Linked DNA regions of Hordeum vulgare: region 1 is linked to region 2. A link is a contact called in public Hi-C data. All regions are on one chromosome and are shown on one strand. The core of a region is the stretch at or near the end of the contact, and the rest is flanking DNA. Distances in the headings are between cores, read along the strand shown.

What was found. Hi-C and Micro-C count contacts between places; a contact is called where the count stands out from the background.
Region 1: a contact with region 2 is called in a Hi-C map of seedling, with 4 times the contacts expected there. The contact joins the promoter of LOC123426806 here to the promoter of LOC123426779 in region 2. A contact is called at or near these places in 3 of 6 Hi-C or Micro-C datasets (leaf and seedling).

What each region holds. Positions count from the first base shown.
Region 1 is chr1H:120,797,505-120,801,507 of MorexV3_pseudomolecules_assembly, reverse strand. LOC123426806 (auxin-responsive protein IAA15-like) reads right to left here and starts at 1,540. Exons shown (of 5, transcript XM_045110705.1): 1 at 988-1,540; 2 at 682-899; 3 at 477-591. The coding sequence starts at 1,169.
Region 2 is chr1H:120,655,862-120,660,223 of MorexV3_pseudomolecules_assembly, reverse strand. It overlaps LOC123426779 (pre-mRNA splicing factor SR-like 1), which reads left to right and starts at 2,480. Exons shown (of 5, transcript XM_045110665.1): 1 at 2,480-2,718; 2 at 3,598-3,903; 3 at 4,334-4,362. The coding sequence starts at 3,616.

The sequences.
Region 1 (4,003 bases), core at 291-2,790, 140 kb before region 2:
TACTGCTTAACTAGCAAGATCGACGGCTCATACAAATAGAGGCAAACTAAGAACATTTGGCATGGGTCCCAAGTTGAACAGACAATAGGCAATTGATAACCCAACAGGAACATCACATAGTAGTGAAAACCAGGAGCAATTTCGTGATCCCTTGGTACAGTGTAATAAATTTTCTATGTTGTGCCACAGGATCCGAGTTCCTTTACATATTACTACCAGATCAACAACTCAGTAAACCAAAATAATCGTTTCTCAGGCAAAGATAAACTGAAACTAAGAGCGTAAGATCACCAAACCATCCAGATTTCTGAACCTGAGATGCTATAGCACCTGATCAGTTAGCGATCCAAACCACGACCCTAATTAAGCAGTGTATATATGAACTTAAACAACAGGACATAGCTGACGAGCAACAGGAGCTGCAGCTGCATGCGGATTTTAACTGTAAAATAGCAGAAAAGGCCCAGGAAATTCACCTCCAGGGGACGTCTCCGACGAGCATCCAGTCGCCGTCCTTGTCCTCGTACGTTGGCACATATTCCGTGCCGCTCAGCGCGTCCACGAGCTTCATCTCCTCGTTACCAAGCTTGCCTGCATCCACAGTCAAATCGTCAGAACCCATGAGAGAGCAACACGTAGCTAACAACACACAGGCAAGGCATGCCGCGGCGGTGTACTCACGGACGGTTAGGTGGGAGATGAACTTGTCCTGGAGCGTGGCGAGGAGCTGGTCGTAGGAGGCAGGGCTTGTGTAGCCCGCGTAAGCCTTGAGGTCGACCTTGCGCAGGTAGGGCGCGCCGTCGACGGCCACCTTGACGAACTTGGTCTTGGACGAGGCCGCGGACGCGAGGGCGTTCTTCCGGAAGGACCGAACCGGTGGCCAGCCCACCACCTGCGCCCTGCACAGCGAGACCATGTCAGCTCAAAAAGCTTGGGCGCCAAATTTGAGACGGAAGGAGCGAGAGAAGGCAAGGCAGGCGCGCGTACTTGGGGGAAGGGGGAGAGTCGGAGGCGGCGGCGGTCGGGGAGGGGCAGTCGGGGTCGGAGGTGGAGGCGCGCTTGCGGTCGGGGTCGGAGCCGGGGAGGCGAAGGGTGAGGGCGGTGTCCTCGAAGTCGAGGCCCGAGGCGGCGGAGGACTCCGTGGAGCTCCGCTCCGTCTCCACCGACATGGCCGGCAGCTGCAGCCGCGCAGGAGGAGGAAGAGTTGGTGGTGCGGTGGGCTCGGTTTGTCGTGTGGCTCTCCGGTGGGTCGGTCACAGGCGGCGGCTCTGCGGGGTGGGGCGGGGAGGAGAGGAGGTTATAGGTGGGTGCGGTCACCGGTCTACCGGTCGTCGACGGGGGGGTTTAATTACGTGTCGGCCACTGGCGCGCTGACACCCGGAGCTACGCTCGTGAGCTTGGGTTTTACCCGCAATTTCTCGTCGCCATGCCGCTTCCCGCTGATATTTGCGCACAGGTCCAACACAGATCAGCTTTGCTCCATCCCGCCGGGTCGCGGAGGGCCCTAACGTAAATTCGCACCTCCTCCTTGGATTTTTCCCAACGCAATCCCCATTCCAAAGGGGATAGTATTTATTTATACTGCATTAAATCGGGTCATCATCGTCCTTGTCCATCCAGCGGTGGGGTGGTGCAGCATTAACGTTCGTGCCGCCCGTTTTTCCATGCGTGGGCCCGGGCTGCCGGTTGGCCACCCTGCAGGTCCACTCGGGCCCGCTGCGCCGCCCGATCCCGATCCGACGGCCGTAGCCGGCCCGGCAAAGGCGTGTACCAGCGGCGAAAGCGTACGGGAGGGGGGGACAAGGCGATAAAGCCGGGAGCACGTGGGTGTCGCCGGGCTGTCGGCGACGTGTCCCCCACCCGCCCGGTTTTACCTAATTAAATTCCAGCATCTCGCCTTTGCTTTCGCTTTCCATTCGGGCCTGCCGGAATCGAATCGGCTTCCTCTGCCCTCGCCCGCACGCTTTGCGCGAGAGCGACGCCGGCCCTCCACCCTCCGCCTCCAGCTGCTCTTGCTGCCTGCTGCTGCTAGTACCAACCTCGACTCATCTCTTGCTTTTCTCTTTTACCTATGGGACCCAGTGCTTTGGACTTGTCTGTAGTACTTTTCTTTTTTTGCGGAACAATACTCGTCAGTGGTGAGATTTATCTAATTCTGTCAATTTAGCGGTACTAGCGATAGTGAAGCTAATGGAGTACTTGACAACAATCTACTATCTCTTTTCTTTTCACGCGCAAAAAAAAAAAATCTACTCTCTCTTTTTGTCAGACAAAAAAACGCTATCTACCCCGTACTAAACTAGCCGCTGTACGGAGAATCGAAGTTTGGAATGAAGTGACACGCATGTGATACCATCAAGATCAAGCCATATTATAGGCAATAAGGTGCATGCACGTAAAAGCCACAGGGAATGCCGTTTAGGCGCTCAAATGCAGCACCCCGACATATTTGCACGCATCACATGCCGCACGACGGTGATCGGAGTACAAGGCCGAGAGCGGCTATCGTATCGAAGCGCCTCCATCCTGTGCACCGGAAAAGAAAAAGCAACGTCTTTTTTTCCCTTTCCCTTCCTGTGTCTCTGGGGACGAGTAGCGCTGGTCACCTTGTCCGCTAGACGCCGCATGGCCGGCCGGTGCAGGGCGAGTGGTGTTCGTCCAGCCAGGTTCAGGTTCCTGGCATTGCTTGTCTGCTTCCTCTCAAAGCCAACACAGCAATGCAACAGCAAGACCACTCGAGTGGCCTCCTCCTGACACAAAGCGCAAGCTGCACCTTCGGCTAGCTATACCACTTTCGCTTTATGTATGTGGTGCTAGTACGAAACAAGAATGCTGGGGGCGGAAGGAAACCCACGAGATCACTCTATTTTGGCTCCACAATAATCACTTTTAGCAGAAATCAATCGAGTGTTTAATTGAGCATTAGCAATTCCTTATTTAATAATCAATCAAACAGCAGCCATCTACAACGCATTAGCATGATCACTTTTACTCCGTTCGATTCAACGGCCGCAGCTAGCTGGACAAGGCCTGACGGGTCTCCGGGCTAGGTAGGCTTTCCGTTGTGCACGGAAGCGGCCTACACCACCAACTTGTTGCCTACAGTTGTGTACGTACGACTTGCACTGCCGCGCATCCGCATCGTCTGCGTCGGGCGGATCGGCTGCAGCAGAGCATGATGCCAAGATTTCCCGCGTGATGGGGAAGGAAGGAAAGGAGACAAGTGCATGCAAGACCGTCCACAGCTGGGGGATCCCTGTCCTGTCTGGTTCAACCACGGCAAGAACCCAAAACCCAACACACAAAGTGTGCACACATGACGAATTCACTGTTTTGATTTATTTTTTATGAGGTTAGGAGGGATCTCAGGCCCTAACATGATTGTTTTGAGGCCCGCTTCGGTACATCCCTCACAAAACGTAGAATGATAGGAAGGTCATTTCCTTTAAACGTATTCGCTACAGTATATACGTATGCCGTCACGTCGGCCCGCCCCACCCTGCCTCGCCACGTCGGCCCGCCCCACCCTGCCTCGCCACGTCGGCACCGCTGACGTGGAAAACCATCGCCTCGTCACGTCGCACCCCACGCCCTGACCCAGTTGACTCGTCGTGCATGCTAGGCCAGCCCGTCGCTTGACCTAATTCACGTCTCCCACGGTTAACCTCGTCGCCGCCGACGCCCGTGACGATCAGCCCTCGCCGCACCACCTCCACATCGCCGACGACGACACCGCCCCGTTTCCGACCACTGCATCGTCGCGGATCACCCCGTCGTCGGCCCGTCCACGCGTTCACCGCTACCGCACGTCTACCCATCGCCGCCTACGATGTCGCCCCGTTCCCGGCAACCACTCTGCCGCCCCCGTTCCCGGCTACCACTCTGGCGCCCCCGTTCCCGATCACCATGACGCCGACCCGTCCACATTCACCGTTGCCGAACGTCTACCAATCGCCGCCGACGATGCCCCCCCGTTCCCGACCACCACTCCGCCACCTCGTTC
Region 2 (4,362 bases), core at 1,231-3,730:
TAAAGGTTTCAAAAATAATTCTGTGGAAACTTCTATGTATTCATTACGAATGAGTGAAATTTCGTTTTGAAGAAATGTAATTTGTAAGCTGTACGAAAATAACAAAATTTAGGACCAATAACAAAAAAAAGCCCATTTAAAAATACATATTTTCATTTTTTTGTATGACACATGTGAAAGTAAAATGATTTGCAATTTTGCAGATAGATAATATACATGTTTGTGTGTCTACAAAAAGTTCAGTTCTTTTACGTTGTAGAAATATGATTTTTGAAAACAGACACCATGGTACCCATGCACCATTGCTATTTTTTTTGGGGGGGGGGCTACTACTGTCACATGCACTGCTCAAAGTAAATTGGTTCTTCTGAACCTCTGTTGAGCTGCGCAGTGCCTATCAAGAAGCTCGCCACGGTCCGTTAGTCGACTGTTTCCCTCCTTTGCTCTTCTAGCTTTGTTCTGTTCTGTTAGATTGCTAGATGGTTTCTCTGTTTCTTGGCTTCTATGTTTCACATACCAGTGGTTAAATAAATTGGATGTTTTGCAGAGATGGCAACCAGGCAAATGCGGCAGTGGCAGCTCCGAGGCCGCAAAAGCCAAGTTAAAAAAGATCTATGCAGTGTACACAGATATTTTCTTTGCTCTTGTTCTTCCTATGGCTTTTGGCGTTGAGATTGATGCTTACTGTAGAAAGAATGTTGAGATTGATTCTTACTATAGAAAGAATGTTGAGATTGATTCTTACTGTAGAAAGAATGTGATGCTTTGTTGTTGCATTAGAGCTCTTTCTGGATGTATCTATTCAATTTACCCACGAGAAAGAGACAAGCATAGAGAGTGGCGTGGTTTGAACATGAACACGCGTGCAGTTCTTTTAGACCCCAACAAGCGTATCCCCTAGGACGTCGGAGGAGAAGCAGAAGAGCATGCAAATGTAGGAGAAAAGCTACAGAGCAGGCCTGGTCATGGAAATAGATCCAGCGGTTGGAAAAGGTAGGATGCTTGGTACTTGGTCGGATCTGGGGCAGTTGGCCCTTGGCGGCGTAGACAAAATGGATCCGTGTCGACGGTGACTTGCTTTTGCATGACGGTAGTTCTTGTTGAGATGCTTTTGGCGCCGCCGGCAGCGACCTCCTCCATGTACTCGTCCTCCCTGTCGGCCATATCCATGGATCCGGATTGAGAAGAGAAAGGGGTAGGAGTCCAGACGGCAGAGGAGGGGTCACAGGTGAGGAAAGGGGAAGAAAGGAGGCGCGGGCGACTGGATGTCGAGTTTGCTTCCTTCTATGGTGGCCGGTGTCGAAGGACCTGGCCATAGGCCGATGGCACGATGCGGTGGCAGCAGCAACCCTAGCGTGCGTCGAGGGAGAAGGGATGAGGGCGATTTCCTCTTCCTCTCTGTCTTTCTTCTTCTTCTTGGAGAAGCAAACAACGCGACGGGGCAGCCAAGGGTAAACCGCTGGTCTTTTTTGTCTGTAGCTAATCCGACGTGGACAGCGCGAGAGCACGCCCCTGATGCGTAGCTTATTATGTTTTTATTGTATCGGATTTTTTATTGAACCAATTGGTTTTTGGAGGGTTGAAAAAAATCGGTGGGAGAATGTGGATGAAAGGATAGCTAGCGTTAGGAGGTTGAACCATCACGACAGACGGCAGATCCCGTTTTAATAGTAGAGATCAGCCCGCGCGGACACGTAGCACGCCCCAATTTGAAAGGAAGAGGAAAAACGTCCAACATGCAGTCTCGTCTTATAACGGGCCAGAACTCCTGAAGAGCCCAACAAAGGTCGTTAGCTGCTTGGAAAGCCCAATAGATGATTGGATTCCTAGTCGTACGCGACTCAAATCTGGCCAAACGGGCCGTGCCACGCGGGCCGGCACGGCTGCCCGCAGGCCAGGCATGACACGGGCCGAGCCCGACACGTGCTAATCGTGCTCGGGCCAGGCACGAGCACGCCGTGGGCTGTGCTCGGGCTGCCACCCCGAGCCCGCGTGCTGGCCCGACACGACACGATTAGGCAGCGAAGGAAATGGGGGACTGGGGGTGCGGGGCGTTGGGCGGGGGCGCGGGGCGTCGGGCGGGAAAGAGGGCGTCAGTCCCAGTCGCGACGCGAATCTAGGGGAGCGGGCGGGAAACGGGGAGCAGGCGGGCGGGAAAGGGGGAGCGGGCGGGCGGGAAAGGGGGAGCGGGCGGGCGGGAAAGGGGGAGCGGGCGGGAATTTAGGCGGGATCTGTGGCGGGCCGCCGTGCGAGAGAGGGCCAGATGAAAAAAAATAACAAATATGTGGCGCGCCGCCGTGCCTTAACGTGCCACGGGTCAACCCGATTAGGCCACGTGCCGTGCTTGGGCCTGGGAGGCTGACACGCGGGCCGACACGGCACGACCTGTATATTAATCGGGCCCAGGCGGGCCATGCCGTGCCTGGTACGATTACGGCGGGCCGGCCCGTCCGCCCGTTTGGCCAGGTATGACGCGACTCCCCCATCTCCACAAATCCACAGCCGACCCTCCCCTCCCCTTTCCTCGCCTCCTTCATCCATCTCCGGCGATCTCCCAGCTACCGTCGAATCCCAAACATCACACCCTCCGCCGTCGCCGAAGCCGATACGAGTTCATCCTCTACAGAGAGTCGTCATCCCCTCTGGTTTGGGGGTCTCCGCAAGCCGCCCTCGCTCTCGGAAGCCAAGGAGGTCGTAGGGTTTGCGCGCATCCTCCGTGTGAGTAACTGAGTATCCCTTTCTGTTTCCGCGTACATAGATTCATCTCGCCAGTTACTAGTTAAAGTAGAGACGATTACTAGTTTGAGCCATTTTTTTGCTATTAAGTGCGGAATAGATGAGAATATCCTCTGGACGAAATCGTGTACGTTAACGACAGGGTTTCTGATGAATCTGTGTGATTAATGGCCATGGAAATTTCTTTGTGCAAAATATAGTTCTATTCTAGTTCTACTTGGCCCCATAGAAATACAATGTATGGTGGGTTGCATTTGTCCACACCAGCGGTTTGGAGGGATTAAATTATTGTGGGTAATCCTTAGGCTAGATACATGGTGGGAAAGGATCAGTGCAGGTTATCTGGATATCACAGTGGGGACCCTTTTAATTGAGTTATATACTCCCTCCGTTCCTAAATATAAGACCTTTTAGAGATTGTACTATAAACTACATACAGATGTACATAGACATATTTTAGAGTATAGATTCACTCATTTTGCTCCGTATGTAGTCTTCTAGTGAAATACCTAAAAGGTCTTATATTTTGGAACGGAGGGAGTACATGGTAAAACTATCAGCCACTCTCGAGGTTTGCTTGTGTGGCATTACTTGTCAGACGCACTGATAGTAACATAGTATAATCTGTTGACCTTGAGAGCTTAAGTGGGGATTTCATGGGTAGTGAGGGACACATGAATTTTCAGCCGTTTGAGGTAAAGACTGATCTACATTTTTCTCAGGTGGCAATATATCTGTAAATATTTGCGTAATCGTTCTATCAGAACTAAATCCAGTTTTCTTCGTATTTTGGGAAAAGATTCACGCGGGACATAAGCTTTGAGGCTTTAAGCTAAGAGGATCCCTCTGTTTTTGGTCCAGGTTTGTGTTCGCTGAAATATGGAGATACAGACTTCAGGAAAGCCCATCGATATGTTGATGGAGAAGGTTCTTTGTATGAATATTCTTTCTTCTGATTACTTCAAGGAGCTCTACAGGATGAAGACCTATCATGAGGTCATTGACGAGATCTATAACCAAGTTGATCATGTGGAGCCTTGGATGACTGGCAATTGCAGGGGTCCTTCCACTGCATTTTGTCTCCTGTACAAGTTCTTCACAATGAAGCTTACTGTGAAACAGATGCATGGTTTGTTGAAGCATCCTGACTCCCCGTACATTAGAGCTGTAAGTTTCTTTGACATAAGTTACCTTTGACAAATGCATGCATCATGGTTGTTGTGTATACTCATTACATTTATTTGTGATTAATGCATGCACTAGGTTGTATGTCAAAGTTGTACACGAACAAAGTGTTAGCATGGTTGCAGTAACAAACTGGTGTTATCAACCTATCTTAAGCAATCAACTCTTCTTTCTATTTTTTACATTCACTTATTACATTTTGGCTATAACCACTAACAGTCATATTACTTGCTTTCTTGGATGGCCTCGTGTCTTGATTTTGGTCCTAGGACACGTGGATGAACAAAGTTTGCAAGCAGTAGTGTACCAGTCTGTGCATTGGATTTGTGAGCATTTTTTGTTTGTCTTCATTTATCGTGTTAGATAATCAGCTAGCTGCTGCTAAATAACCAATTGGTGTTTGTTTTTGCAGATAGGATTTTTGTATCTTCGATATGTTGC